Linked DNA regions of Ovis aries: region 1 is linked to region 2. Evidence: chromatin contacts called from public Hi-C data. All regions are on one chromosome and are shown on one strand. Each heading gives the region's core, a stretch centred on a gene start, on an enhancer-like site or on the middle of the called end of the contact. The rest is flanking DNA. Distances are from core to core; before and after follow the strand shown.

Region 1 (4,184 bases), core at 167-2,666, 320 kb after region 2:
TGGCCTGGATTTGCTGCAGACACTAGCTAGCTGACCAGCTCTTTGCAAGAGCCTCTCCAGAAAGCCCAACTATCTTGGATTTTCTACTCAAAACATCTTCTGTTCTTTAGTATTAAAATCCATGTGTTCACCACCTGGGTCATCACTCTGTCCTCTTGAAGGTGAGAGGAATAAGCCATGCAGGAGATGCTGGTCCAAGAAATTAAGGTCTTAGCTCCTTTGCAGCAGAACAGCCATATCTGGGTTCTGTGGCAAAGCAGTGGTGGGACCAGAGGCTGCTGGAGGGCGTGAGCAGGCAGGGCAAAACTTCAGATCAGGCCACAAACAAGAGGGAGAGCAGCCAGTTGGATGAAGGCCTTAATCACAGGCTTGGCTCACAGCCCATAACAAAAGCTTGTTGCTGCCCACTACTCTGCTCCAGGGCTAAAAAAATTCCTACTGGGTAGCCCATCCCCACCCCCACTTTCTGGAGATGGGCACTCACCCACTTGGAACCATGGCGACTTCCTAAGCAGATTAATTTTGGTCAAGAGTCTGGTTGGGAAGCTCTCATGAGCTTAGTGACCAGTTCATTACAAATCTAATACAGATCTTCCTGCACTAATGATGGGGTTAGGTCCTGATAAACCTATTGAAAATATCCTAAGTGGAAAATGAATTTAATATACCTAACTTACCCAACATTACAGCTTAGTCTTGCTTTACACTTACAGTTGGGCAAAATCGTCTACTACAAAGTTTATTTTATAACAAAGTATGAATCATCTCATGTAATTTATTGAATATGGTATCAAAGGTGAAAAACAAATGGTATCCAGATCCAGACGGGTTATGAGTTGTTCACCCTCGTGATGGGGCTGTGCAGAGGACCCTGCCCCATATCTACACATCCCCGGCCCCGGGAGAAAGGTCCAAATTCAAACTTCAAGATCCAGTTTCTACTGAATGCATATCACTACCACACCATCATAAAGTCAAAAAATTGTAAGTTGAACCATCCTACATCAGTTAAAACCGTCTGTAGTTCACTGCTACCAGGAAGTCCTCCCTTGGACATTTCAGGGCGCAAAGAAACTGCAGCCTCCCACCCTTGCGCCCTTCACTCCTCCCGGCACGACCACACCCAGGCACACACTCCTTCCGCTGGCCTTGGGGACACGGCCGTTCTTCCTCCAGGCCCGGCGGAGGAGCAAGCCCCCTCGCTTCAGCCCTCCATCAGCCCACTCGCCGGCTGCTACGCCAAGAGGCGGCTATCTGCCTAGTCTAGGGTGAGATGTCAAGCGGACCGGGGAAAGGCGCGTTCAGGTGAGAACTAAAAACGACGCAAAAGGCCGGGCACCTAAGACCGTGACGCAGCAACACGAACAAAACTGACGGGGGCTGGAAGAAAGGCCGGGAGGAGGCCCACGGAGCGCAGGCAGCCCTTTGCGCGGAGGATGCTGACCCCTGCTGGCCGCGCGCGGGAACGCAGCGTGCCTGCTGCCGAGACTGTGACAGTGGGTCATCCCGCCAGGGGGAAGAGGGCCTGGAGGGGGTGGTGGGGGAAAGGCAGGGACCGGGAGGACGTGAGTATCCGAAGCCCTGAGTTCCAGTCCTGCCCACTCCCCACTCCACCCCCATACACACTACGCGGTAACAGGGTTGGCAGCCTCCCCCAGCTCTCAAATGCCCTCAGCTCCTCATGTCTTAGGAGGCGATAAGCAAGTGGGGAAAGTGGTGGGCTGCCGTCTATGGGGTCGCACAGAGTCGGACACGACTGAAGTGACTTAGCAGCAGCACCAAAGTGAGAGAATTGCAGTATAAACGGCGCTAGAATCCCTCCAGGGCCTACCTGTGCCTCCAAAACGCTTCCCTCATCAGGGTCTTCCTCCGGACCAGCCAACTCCAAGTTCGGAGCTAGTGAGGCCAAGCTGGATGGTTAGTGACTGGTGGGCTGCGTAATGGTTCCCAACCATATCACGGTCCTAATTCCGGGAACCTGTGGATATTCCCTTATAAGGCAGAAGGGACGTAGCAGGTGTGGTTAAGTTAAGGGAATTGCGATGGGGAGATTATCCTGGATTCCTCAGGTAGGTCTTAAATGTTATCACAAGCATCCTCATAAGAGGGGGGGAGAGGGAGCTTTTAGTACAGGAGATTAAAAAAAACCACATTACAAAGGAAGCGGAGAAAGAGATTTAAGATGCTACTCAGCTCATTTTGAAGATGGAGTCATGGGCTAAAGAAAGCAAAAAATGCAGCTTTTCTGCTTTCTTGACTATGCCAAAGCCTTTGACTGTGTGGATCACAAGAAACTGTGGAAAATTCTGAAAGAGATGGAAATACCAGACCACCTAACCTGCCTCTTGAGAAATCTGTATGCAGTTCAGGAAGCAACAGTTAGAACTGGACATGGAACAACAGACTGGTTCCAAATCGGAAAAGGAGGACGACAAGGCTGTATATTGTCACCCTGCTTATTTAACTTCTATGCAGAGTACATCATGAGAAACGCTGGACTGGAAGAAACACAAGCTGGAATCAAGATTGCTGGGAGAAATATCAATAACCTCAGATATGCAGATGACACCACCCTTATGGCAGAAAGTGAAGAGGAGCTAAAAAGCCTCTTGATGAAAGTGAAAGAGGAGAGCGAAAAAGTTGACTTAAAGCTCAACATTCAGAAAACGAAGATCATGGCATCCGGTCCCATCACTTCATGGGAAATAGATGGGGAAACAGTGGAAACAGTGTCAGACTTTATTTTGGGGGGCTCCAAAATCACTGCAGATGGTGACTGCAGCCATGAAATTAAAAGACGCTTACTCCTTGGAAGAAAAGTTATGACCAACCTAGGTAGTATATTCAAAAGCAGAGACAATACTTTGCCGACTAAGGTCTATCTAGTCAAGGGTATGGTTTTTCCAGTGGTCATGTATGGATGTAAGAGTTGGACTATGAAGAAGGCTGAGTGCCAAAGAATTGATGCTTTTGAACTGTGGTGTTGGAGAAGACTCTTGAGAGTCCCTTGGACTGCAAGGAGATCCAACCAGTCCATTCCAAAGGAGATCAACCCTGGGATTTCTTTGGAAGGAATGATGCTGAAGCTGAAGCCCCAGTACTTTGGCCACCTCATGCGAAGAGTTGACTCATTGGAAAAGACTCTGATGCTGGGAGAGATTGGGGGCAGGAGGAGAAGGAAACAACCCAGGATGAGATGGCTGGATGGCATCACAGACTTGATGGACATGAGTCTGAGTGAACTCCGGGAGATGGTGATGGACAGGGAGGCCTGGCGTGCTGTGATTCATGGGGTCGCAAAGAGTCGGACATGACTGAGCGACTGAACTGAACTGAAAAATGGGAAAAGACAAGAAAATGGATTCTTCCATGGAGGCTCTACTGATACCCAGATTTGGCCCCACAAAACTGATGTCAGATGTTGGGTCTGCAAAACTGATGTCAGATTTCAGGTCTGTAAAAGCATGAACACATGCTGTTTTTAAGCCACCAAGTCTGTGGTAATTGGTTACAGCAGCCATCAGAAACGAATACATGAATAGGACAGACCTCTACATCTACCTCTAGGGAAGTTTATAATCTTCTTTTCTTGAGATTTTAAAAAACAGCAATCAAAAAGTCACATATCTCCTGTGGTGAAATATATAACTAACCCAAAAGCACATGGGCTTCCCCAGTGGCTCAGCAGTCAAGAATCCGCCAGCAACGCAGAAGCCACAGGAGACGCAGGTTCAATCTCTGGGTTGGGAAGATCCCCTGGAGAAGGAAATGGCAACCCACTCCAGTATCCTTGCCTGGAGAATCCCACGGATAGAGGAGCCTGGTGGGCTACAGTCCATGGGGTTGCAAAGAGTCAGACATGACTGAAGTGACTTAGCAGGCAAGCATATGGAAGATGCTCAAGATCACTTGCATTAGAGAGGCCAGGGATTATTAAAACCATGGTAAGATACCATGGCACAGCTCCTTGGAGAGCTGTGATAACAGAGACAGTAATAAGCTTTGGCAAGAATATGGAAAAACTGGGAATCCTCGTATTTTACTGATGGGATTGCAAAATGGCGTGACCACTTTGGGAAACAGTTTGCCAGTTTCTTTAAAAAGTTAAACATGAATTACCAGTTGACCCAGTAACTCCACTCCCAGAAACCTACCCAAGAAAAACCTAATATTCATATCCAAAG
Region 2 (3,949 bases), core at 332-2,831:
GGAGGGCATGGCAACCCACTTCAGTATTCCTGCTTGGAGAATCCCCACGGACAGAGGAGCCTGGCGGGCTACAGTCCATGGGGTCAAAAAGAGTCGGACATGACTGAGTGACTAAGCACAACACAGCACTTGTTAAGTAGCAGAAAACAAACTGGTTCTTAACCTTGGATTAAATTTATAAGGGAAAGATGCTGGAAGTCAAAATCTGAAAACTTTAGAAAGACGAAAATATTTTAAAGTTTAATCCAAATGAGAAGTTTATAAATTGCCTTGTCATTCCTTTGAGATAATGGTGAAGTCTAGATACTACTAAGAAGTATACGTGGTCTAAAGGAGTAGAAAACATAAAATCCTACAATAATAAATTTAGAAACCTATCTTCCTTTCCTTTATATTTTTCTATGTCCTCTAAATTAACATTATGAAAACAGCTCCTCTTTACTGAGCTCACTGCTTTACATACATTATTGCTAATCTTCAATAACCTATAGAGTAGATATTAACACTATCATTTATACCTGAGTACACTGAAGCTATAAAAGATTAAATACCTTGTTCAAGGTCACAAAGCTAGCAGTGGTAAAATCACCTCTGAAGTTTTGACTTATGTATAAGTAGCTTTTTGGTCCAAAAGAGAAAGCTTGGCAAACAACTGGGAAATCTTCTCTGTGCCCAGAAACAAAAGAAAAAATAAAATGAAGGCAGCATTATCTCAACTCAACACAAAGAGGCAGGAAGGCTGCCTTGAGAAAAAACATGCAGAATTCTGGTGACTGGTCAATTCTGGACTTTCACTTTGTAATATCTAACAGCAGTCAAGTAATTAATCTCAATAACTTTTAGACTGAATATGTACAATAATTAAAGACTACATTTACTAATCTAATACATATATATTTTACAAGTTTATCACTAAAGAAAGTAGATTTAAAACTTCTCTTGATTCTACAACTTCAAATTATTTATTTTCATTTTGCCACTATGGGAAATCATTATTGCAAAGGAGTTAGGACAAAGGCCACAGAGAAAGACAAGACTGGATAAAATCCTGGCTTCTTAGATATATAACCTTAAGCAAATTACTTAACCTCTCTAAGACTCACTTTCTTTATCTGTAAAATAAGGTTATTAGTATCTGACTCAGAGGGTTACCACAGTGAGTAAATGAGATAATGTGCATATAGCATTTCACACAGTACCTGATATACAGTAAGGATCTAATAAATGTGTTAAGGTAATATATTTTGGCGACTTTTATGTTTTACTGGGATATTTTATACTAAGCAAAAACTTTATATTTTATTGATTGTGGGGTTATAACACAAAGTGCAAAGAAAATAAAGATTAAAATTTCATTTCTGAATGCTCTTTGGAGCATGCCTTCTCAGTCTTGCAACAATTTACCATGAAAAAATCCAAACTTTAAAAGAGAAAAAGACAAACTGTTAGTCCTTTGAAATTCACTAGGTCTTCTGTATGTGATAATGGAAACATATTTAAAACATAAAGCAGAGCACAATATTGTAACAGGTCCCTGCTACATGAACACAACTGTTTCTCTTAGAGCAGAGTCAATTTCCTCATCCACCACTGAGGGGAGCTATAATCTAGGAAAAGGTTTATATGGCGCCACAAGGTTATTTTTCAACTTTCTCAAACCTTAATATATTGATTTAATAAACTCTTATAAAAATACCTTTTAAACTAACTTAACAAGTACAAGTGGAATCTCTATTCTTCCTTGCTTTTTCTTTTTAGCACTTATTTAACATACTACATATATTAACATATATTTAACATACATTACATATTTATACTAACACAGTATATATTTTACACAGTTTTCATTCTCTCTCTCTCACACACACATTAACACAAACTCCATGAGCAAGAGATTTTTTTTTGCTTTATATACTACTCTATTTCCAGCACCTAGAACACTATCCAGCACAAAATACATACTCAGTGAATTAACGGCTACTGAATGAATGAATGAATTCTGGTTCATTTATTTGAAAGCTTGAGATATATTGTAAGATGACGTCAAATAAAGTGAACTGCTATTGCCTGAAAAATGTAATGTCTACTTACCATGAATTTAGATTTAAAAGAAAATTTCTAAGAACAATTTTTTAATCATATAGATGAGTATACAGAGATCCCATGAGAATGACTTAGTATATATTTATAGTAGAATATCTCTTAAATGATCTGAATGTCACAGAGAATTGGTCAATTAAAGGGAAAAGTTATGAATACTGATACACAAACATTTCACTTTGTTTAATACATATTAATATGGAGAAGGCAATGGCACCCCACTCCAGTACTCTTGCCTGCAAAATCTCATGGACAGAGGAGCCTGGTAGGCTGCAGTCCATGGGGTCGCGAAGAGTTGGACACGACTGAGCAACTTCCCTTTCACTTTTCACTTTTCATGCATTGGAGAAGGAAATGGCAACCCACTCCAGTGTTCTTGCCTGGAGAATCTCAGGGACAGGGGAGCCTGGTGGGCTGCCGTCTATGGGGTCGCACAGAGTTGGACACGACTGAAGCGACTTAGCAGCAGCAGCAGCAGCAGTAATGTGTTTCATTCACCAGTTTTCATGGCCTCGTCTTAAGAGTATAACTTTGTTGATCATCCATCTTCTCATATAATCAACAGTTGTAATGTATCATTAGTGTATTTTCAATCACTTATTTTAATTAATTTTTATTAGAGTATAGTTGCTTTACAATGTTGATAGTTTCTGCTGTACAGCAAAGTGAATCAGCTATACATATACATATATACACTCTTTTTGGATTTCCTTCCCAATTAGGTCACCACAGAGCACTGAGTAGAGATCCCTGCATTACAGAGTAGGTTCTCCTTGTTGCTATTGTTCAGTGTCTCAGTCGTGTCCAACTCTTTGCGACCCCATGGACTACAGCACTCCAGGCCTCCCTGACCTTCACCATCTCCCAGAGTTTACTCAAACTCATGTCCATCAAGTCGGTGATACCATCCAACCATCTCATCCTCTGTCATCCCCTTCTCCTCCCACCTTCAATCTTTCCCAGCATCAGGGTCTTTTCAGATGAGTCAGCTCTTTGCATCAGGTGGCCAAAATACTGGAGTTTCAGCTTCAGCTTCAGTCCTTCCAATGAATATTCAGGATTGATTTCCTATAGGATTGACTGGTTTGATCTCCTTGCAGTCCAAGGCACTCTCAAGAGTCTTCTCCAGCACCACAATTCAAAGGCATCCATTCTTCGGTGCTTGGTCGTTTTTATTATCCAGCTCTCACATCCATACATGACTACTGGAAATCCATAGCTTTGACTAGATGGACCTTTGTTGGCAAAGTAATGTCCTTGCTTTTTAAATGCTGTCTAGTTTTGTCATTGCTTTTCTTCCAAGCAGCAAGCGTTTTTTAATTTCATGGCTGCAGTCACCATCTACAGTGATTTTGGAGCCCAAGAAAATTAAGTCTGTTACTGTTTCCATTGTTTCCGCATCTATCTGCCATGAAGTGATGGAACCAGATGCCGTGATCTTCACTTTTTGAATGTTCAGTTTTAAGCCACCTTTTCACTCTCCTCTTTCACCTTCATCAAGAGGCTTTTTAATTCCTCTCTGCTTTCTGCCTTAAGGGTGGTGTCATCTGCATATCTGAGGTTATTGATATTTCTCCCAGCAATCTTGATTTCGGCTTGATTCCAGCCCCGCAATCCTGATTTCAGCCCGGCATTTTGCATGATGTAATCTGCATGTAAGTTAAATAAGCAGGGTGACAATATACAGCCTTGATGTACTTCCTTCCCAAACTGGAACCAGTCCATTGTTTTGAATCTGGTTCTAACTGTTGCTTCTTGACCTGCATACAGGTTTCTCAGAAGGCAAGTAAGGTGGTCTGGTCTTCCCATCTCTTGGAGAATTTTCTAGTTTGTTATGATCCATACAGTC

What was found. Hi-C and Micro-C count contacts between places; a contact is called where the count stands out from the background.
Region 1: a Hi-C map of liver shows a contact between it and region 2, with 7 times the contacts expected there. The contact joins two enhancer-like sites. A contact is called at or near these places in 14 of 16 Hi-C or Micro-C datasets (blood, hypothalamus, liver and 7 more).

Annotation. Positions count from the first base shown.
Region 1 is chr3:45,792,680-45,796,863 of ARS-UI_Ramb_v3.0, forward strand. No RefSeq gene overlaps it. Among named protein-coding and RNA genes, the nearest start is that of TMEM17, 62 kb to the left of the region's middle. Within about 2 kb of position 1,417, at least 14 of the 54 cell types and tissues checked have an H3K27ac peak or open chromatin away from gene starts, as enhancers often do. A contact at or near this core is called in liver, where this site is marked.
Region 2 is chr3:45,476,185-45,480,133 of ARS-UI_Ramb_v3.0, forward strand. The region is part of intron 5 of EHBP1 (EH domain binding protein 1); the gene reads right to left. Among named protein-coding and RNA genes, the nearest start is that of EHBP1, 87 kb to the right of the region's middle. Within about 2 kb of position 1,582, at least 2 of the 54 cell types and tissues checked have an H3K27ac peak or open chromatin away from gene starts, as enhancers often do. A contact at or near this core is called in liver, where this site is marked.